2 separate regions of the Mus musculus genome follow, and region 1 is linked to region 2. A link is a contact called in public promoter capture Hi-C data. All regions are on one chromosome and are shown on one strand. Each heading gives the region's core, a stretch centred on a gene start, on an enhancer-like site or on the middle of the called end of the contact. The rest is flanking DNA. Distances are from core to core; before and after follow the strand shown.

Region 1 (3,000 bases), core at 1-2,500, 160 kb after region 2:
GTGTGTTTGTAAAGCATTTATAAGGTATAGAGACCCCGTGTGTAGAATGGAGGTCCTCACTTCCCACCCTGAAGAGCAGTTATTACACTGTGATTCGTGTCTTCCAGTGCACTTGTGTTAACTGAATAACTGTCAGAGGTCCATGGAGCTGGAAAGTCACTGCAGCTGAGGGCGACCTTGAGCCTCTGACCCTCAATCCTCTGCCTCTCAAGGGCTGGGAGTACAGATGTGCGTCAGCACACCTGCCTTATGCAGGACTGGGAACGAAACCCCGGGCTTCATGCTACCTAGAGAAGTTCTCTCCCCTCACCCTCGGCTGTCATCCATGTTTCTCTATGTAACTCTCTAGGGAGGGATATTTATGAAACACCAGATACATGCATGGCTAGAAATGATCATTTTTCTTTGCTTACTCAAAAGTAAGATCTGGTCACGATGTGTCATGGGGAGAAGCCTTGTTGAGGAGGGGATGGGGGTGTATTGTGTGGAGGGAGAGGGCAGCTCTGGCTCCTCCCTCCCTCCCTCCCTCCCTCCCCTCCCTCCCTCCCTCCCTCCCTCCGTTTTTTCTTCCTTTTTGAGACGGGATCTCACTCTATTGCCCTGACTGGTCTTGAACTCACGGAGACCTGCCTGCCTATGTCTCCAGGTGCTGGGGTTAAAGGTGTGCACCCTTGGCAGCTCTTTAGTGCCCTGATCATCACTTACCCACCCCAGTGATGTAGATCAGGGCTTGGACTGGGGAGGTCTTGGGTCCATAGTATGAAACTCGAACCTATAAGACAATAGCAGACATTTATGATTTCTCTTAGTCACTCAACAAACAAGTTTGAGCTCTGCTGTATGCCCGCTCAATCCAGCTCAACTCTGCTAATTACGAAGTTGTAGAAAATGGTCCCAAAGGAGCTCAGAGATGGAGGGACCCGCCCGGCCTGAGAAAAGGGGGTAAGGGAAGAGTCCATGAGGGGTGCTTATTTATTGGCTAATTTTATGTCACCTTGACACAAACCAGAGTCGTCTGAAAGGCCGGAACTTCAATTGAGAAAATGCCTCCTTAATATCCAACTGGTGGGCATTTTCATAATTAGTGTTTGATGAGGGAGGGCCCAGCCCATTGTGGGTGGGGCCATCCCTGGGCTGGTGGTCCTGGGTTCTATAAGAAAGCAGGCTGAGCAAGCCACAAGGAGCAAGCCAGTAAGCAGCCAGTAAGCGGAACTTTCTATCAGCTCCAGCTTCCAGGTCCCCACCCTGTGTGAGTTCTTGTGCTGACTTCCTTCTATGATGAACAGCGATGTGGAAGTGTGAGCCAGATAGACCTTTTCCTCCCCAACTTGCTTTTGGTCACGGTGGTTCATCATAGCAACAGCTACAGTTCTAACAAAGTATGTCTTGAGAGATTCTTGGAAGGGGAGTAGGGGATCAGCAGCTGGAAATGGGGTACAAAAAGCATTAGAGGGAAAGAAAGAGCAGGGAGTAGCCATGGAACTGGACTTCAGGTTGTCTCTCAGGCACCGGGAAGCAGGCCCTCAGCTGTAGAGCATGAGCTGTCTGTGCGGCCTCCAGATCAGAAGGCTGGGGAAGAGAGTGGGGATGGGGAGGGGGTGCACCTCAGGGGAGGAAGACATGAAGCTCTGGGCTCATCTCAGTCCCTCTGCCCAGTAAAAACTGAAACAAACAAACAAGTAAACAAAAACCCAGAGAGGGGTGTCTGATTGACCCAGCTGTCGGGGAAGGTGAGACATTAGGAGGGAGACGCTTGAGTGACATGAGCTGGGGACACCAAAAGCAACCAAAGAGCTACAAGGAAAGGAGCCTATCGTGACATCTGAGGGGTATCTGAGGGGACACACACTGAGGAGAGTCTGAGGGGACACACTGAGGAGTGTTTGAGGGGACACACTGAAGAGGTCTGAGGGGACACACTGAGGAGTATCTGAGGAGACATACTGAAGAGTGTCTGAGGGGACACACATTGAGGAGTGTCTGAGGAGACACACTGAGGAGTGTCTGAGGGGACATACACTGAGGAGAGTTTGAGGGGACAGACTGAGGAGTGTCTGAGGGGACACACTGAGGAGTGTCTGTTTGAGGGGACACACTGAGTAGTGTCTGTCTGAGGGGACACACACTGAGAAGTATCTGAGGGGAAACACACTGAGGAGTGTCTGAGGGGACACACTGAAGAGGTCTGAGGGGACACACTGAGGAGTGTCTGAGGGGAGACACTGAGGAACAAAATATTGGGGGTTCACACTTAGAAGCTCCTGAGGGAATAGAGTGAAAGAACATACTCAAAGTTCATACTAAGAAATTCTTGAGGGGACACTGAAGGACCACATGGAGGAGCCCCTGAGGGACACACTGAGAAACCACTGAGGTGCTGGGTCCTGTCCTATAGACAGTAGTTATCCTGGGCGAGGGAGGGAGGGGACAAATGACAGCATCATGAGTTCTCTGGACTCTGCAGTACATTTTAGTCTGGGCTCCCTGCCTTCAGTCTGCTCCCTGGGTGCAGGCTACTTGCTTGCTTGGCACCAGCCAGTAACATCTTTGCACAGAACTTTTCTCTGGCTTTCTGTTCGCTCCAGAAAATGAGGCTCCTAGCCTTGTGTGGTGGCACAAGTTTGATCCTAATACTGAAGAAGCTGAGGCAGGAGGATTGAGAGTTTGAGCAGAGGCTGGACTAATTAGCAAGATTCTGTCTCGAAACACAGGAAAAGTAGAGCAAAAAGGAGAAGAGAGAGGGGGAAAGGGGAGGAGGGAAGACAAGGTGGGCCCCACAATGAAGCCTCTGAGCTGGCTCCCTCACCCCTCACTTCTCCCCCTGTCTTTGTCATACAGGACTCCTTCAGCACGCTCAACCTGTGTCTTGTCCCTATCATCCAGGGTGAGCCTAGGAGCCACCTGGGTGTTCCAACTCTCTCCCAGGCTGGCCTTTGGCTCCATCCTTCAACTTTCTTCTTCTTCTTCTTCTTCTTCTTCTTCTTCTTCTTCTTCTTCTTC
Region 2 (2,904 bases), core at 212-2,711:
TGGTAGCTCACACCTGTAATGCTAGCATTGGGAAGCTGAGGCAGGAGGATTGCCATTAGTACATGGAAACAAGACACTGTCTCAACCAAAGAAAAAAAGAAACAAAAGAAGAATTCTTTTAAAATGGGGGCTAAGGATGTAACCCAGCAGAATGTTGGCCTGGCATCCCCAAACCCCGGTTTTATTCCCCAGAACCAGGCATGGTAGCATGTTGGCACGTGTCTCTAATCTCAGAAGTAGAGGCAAGAGCGTCATGGTCATCGTCTGCTGCATGGTGAGTTCAAAGCCGCCCTGGGCTAGGTGAGAACTTGTCTGCCCCTCCCACCAAAATAAAATAAAATAGACTAGCCAGCAAGATGGCTCAGCCGGTGAAGGTCTTTGTTGCCAAGTTCAATGAATCCCCCAGGACCTACACGATGGAAGGAGAGAACTGGCTCCTGCTAGCTATCCTTTGACCTCGACGCACAAACCATGGCATGTGCACACATGCACTCGAACACTCAAACACACACACACACACACACACACACACACACACACACACGTGCATGCTCACACACACAATAAATATAAAATTTTGTAATTTAAAAATTTGAAAGAGAAGGACTGGTATCAGCAGAAGCAATCCCACAGCATCTTAGTTCCCAGGGATAACTCCAGGGAAGCGAGTCTCCTCTCCCTTCCGTTTCAAGTCAGAACACAGGAAATCTGGGAGAGTCTGTGAGTCCACTGAGGCCACATGGGTAGGGAGAGGCCTGAATGTGGGTCTGGGACCAGGCAATGCAATGCAATGCTCCCAGGCAAAAGAGAAAAAGAGGCCACCACAGCGAGCCTCAGGGCCAACCTCGTCCAGGCAAAGGGTCTTAACAAACAACAGTATTCTCTAGTCACTGTCCTACCCTGTCCCACGCCCCTGTTGGGCTCTACTCTTTTCCCAGTGGACAAAGCTCACTTACTCTGTCTGGGGTGGTGCAGCTGCTGGGTCCAGGTCTGTGGGAAGAGCAAAGAGAGAGAGCTTGTGAGACAGAGGTTGGCCCCAGGAACTGAGCCTATTCCCACCCCCTGTTCCCCGCCCCTCGAAGGAACCAGGGTGCCTATAGAATCCCTTGCCTTTCCTTGGCCCCTCTCTAGTGAGTAAGTTCCCTACCTGTCCTGCCTGCCCCACACCGCCCCCATGGCCCAACCTCAGTCAGAACTAGCACCCTGTCTACCAGGCTTCCACCAACCCCAGCTCTTGGAAGGGTTGCTATCTGCAGGAGGTTCCTGCTGATCCAGTCCCTGGTAAGATGACAGATCTGAGAGCCCAGCAGCTGGCATTTACTGACAACATGACTGGACCCTCCCACCCCTGGGGTGCTGGCTCGCCAAGCAGACAGATGGGTTCTTTGGAGCCATGGCTGGAAGGTTACAAGAGCTGAGGGCCCTAGCAGAAACTCCAGCCAAGCGATTCCATTTAGGCCCGGACAGAGTGCAAGCCAGATGTTGCAGGAATGCTAGGAATTCCTTTCCCAAGAGAAGCAGGATATAGTCTCTTCCCAGTGGCTCCCTTTCCTGCCTACTGGAGACCCTAGGAGCCTGAGATTCCCCACCAGTTCTCCGGGATTTGCCTGCAAACCCCACTTGCCTGGTGGAGACTCCCAGAGACAGCTTACCTGAGCCCGGGACAGTGTCAAAGCAGATCAGCGAGGGCTCTGTGTCCCTCTCAGGGGCGAGGCCAGGGACAACCAGGCCAGAGCTGGTGTCCTCCTCCTCATCACTGTCATCAAACTCAAAGGCTTCTCCGGAGTCCTCCTCCACCTCGGGGGAGGGGCCTGGAGCGCTGGGAGCCAGGGGAGCTCCTGGAAGAGAGGAGGGGTTAGTGGGCTATGGGACAGGGTCTGAGGCTCACACTGTTCAAGCCAGAGGGTCTGCTGTGTTCCCAAAGCATCCTGGGCCCTGGGGCGGGTCCTGAGGAGAGGGCTCTGCAAACAGTCTCTCCTTTCAACCTTTTGAGACTAGGCCCTGGCTGGCCTGGAGCTCAGAGATCGACCTGCCTCTGGTTCTCCAATGCTGGGATTAAAAGCGGGCGCCACCATGCCAAGCTGATTTCCCAGTTCTTTTAAATGCACAGGGAAGACACCTATTTCTGTGTGTTCCCGTGCTAATGCTTTTTTGTGAAAGCAAGCAAGTTCTTTATTCCATATGTATTTAGGTGTAAAACAGCCTGTTGTAAAACACGGTGGGGTGGGGGTGCAGGGCTAGCTGGAGCTAGGTGTAAGACCTGAGCTCCTAACACAGAGGTCTCCAGTAGGGCCTCACTTCCTGCTCCTCCCCTCCTGGTTTGTCCTCTGGCCCCTTCCTCATTCTTCACAGCTCAGCTTGGAGGTATCTCTAAGCTCACTGGCAAGGGGCTTCCCTCTGCTCCAGCCTCTCGCTTGGCTCACCCTGGTCTTGCATGGCCAGCTCGGGCTTATTCTGTATGGCATGTAATCTCTGCCAATTATGGATCCCAAATACCTTAGCAGACTGCACCCTTTACCGTCAGGGCCTGATTGGGCCTGGCTGTGGCTCTGCAGTTTTTGTCTAACTACTGAAGGACTGGGGTTTCTGTCCATCGGGGTACACTCCTGACTCTGAGGGTCCCCCTGAGGCAGGGCTACCTAGCTGAGAGTGGAACCTCACCAATGCAAGTCACATGGCTCCCGTTGGGTCCCTCCCCTGTACAATGGAAAAGAAAAGCAGTACTCCCTAGGGCTGGCTGCAGGGCCTCAAACATTCCTCAGTCTCAGCGTCTTTGGCACAGAAAGGGACAGTACCACCGTGGCTCCTTCCCATACACCGTAGGGGCTCAGCAGCACCCCACTCTAGAACGGTAGCTCCCTACCGATATGATACCCCAAAGTGTATTCAAACATTGCCGTATAT

Evidence for each region. Capture Hi-C pulls out chosen DNA fragments and counts their contacts.
Region 1: a promoter capture Hi-C map of adipose tissue shows a contact between it and region 2. The contact joins two enhancer-like sites. A contact is called at or near these places in 1 of 115 datasets of contacts at active chromatin or transcription factors (pancreatic cancer cells) and 2 of 9 other capture datasets (adipose tissue and liver).

The regions. Positions count from the first base shown.
Region 1 is chr4:140,764,866-140,767,865 of GRCm38.p6, forward strand. Padi4 (peptidyl arginine deiminase, type IV) reads right to left here. Exons shown (of 16, transcript NM_011061.2): 3 at 706-772. Among named protein-coding and RNA genes, the nearest start is that of Padi4, 7.8 kb to the right of the region's middle. Within about 2 kb of position 1,251, at least 9 of the 459 cell types and tissues checked have an H3K27ac peak or open chromatin away from gene starts, as enhancers often do. A contact at or near this core is called in adipose tissue, where this site is marked.
Region 2 is chr4:140,609,575-140,612,478 of GRCm38.p6, forward strand. Arhgef10l (Rho guanine nucleotide exchange factor (GEF) 10-like) reads right to left here. Exons shown (of 29, transcript NM_001290803.1): 3 at 1,653-1,838; 4 at 957-990. Among named protein-coding and RNA genes, the nearest start is that of Gm42335, 5.9 kb to the left of the region's middle. Within about 2 kb of position 1,462, at least 80 of the 459 cell types and tissues checked have an H3K27ac peak or open chromatin away from gene starts, as enhancers often do. A contact at or near this core is called in adipose tissue, where this site is marked.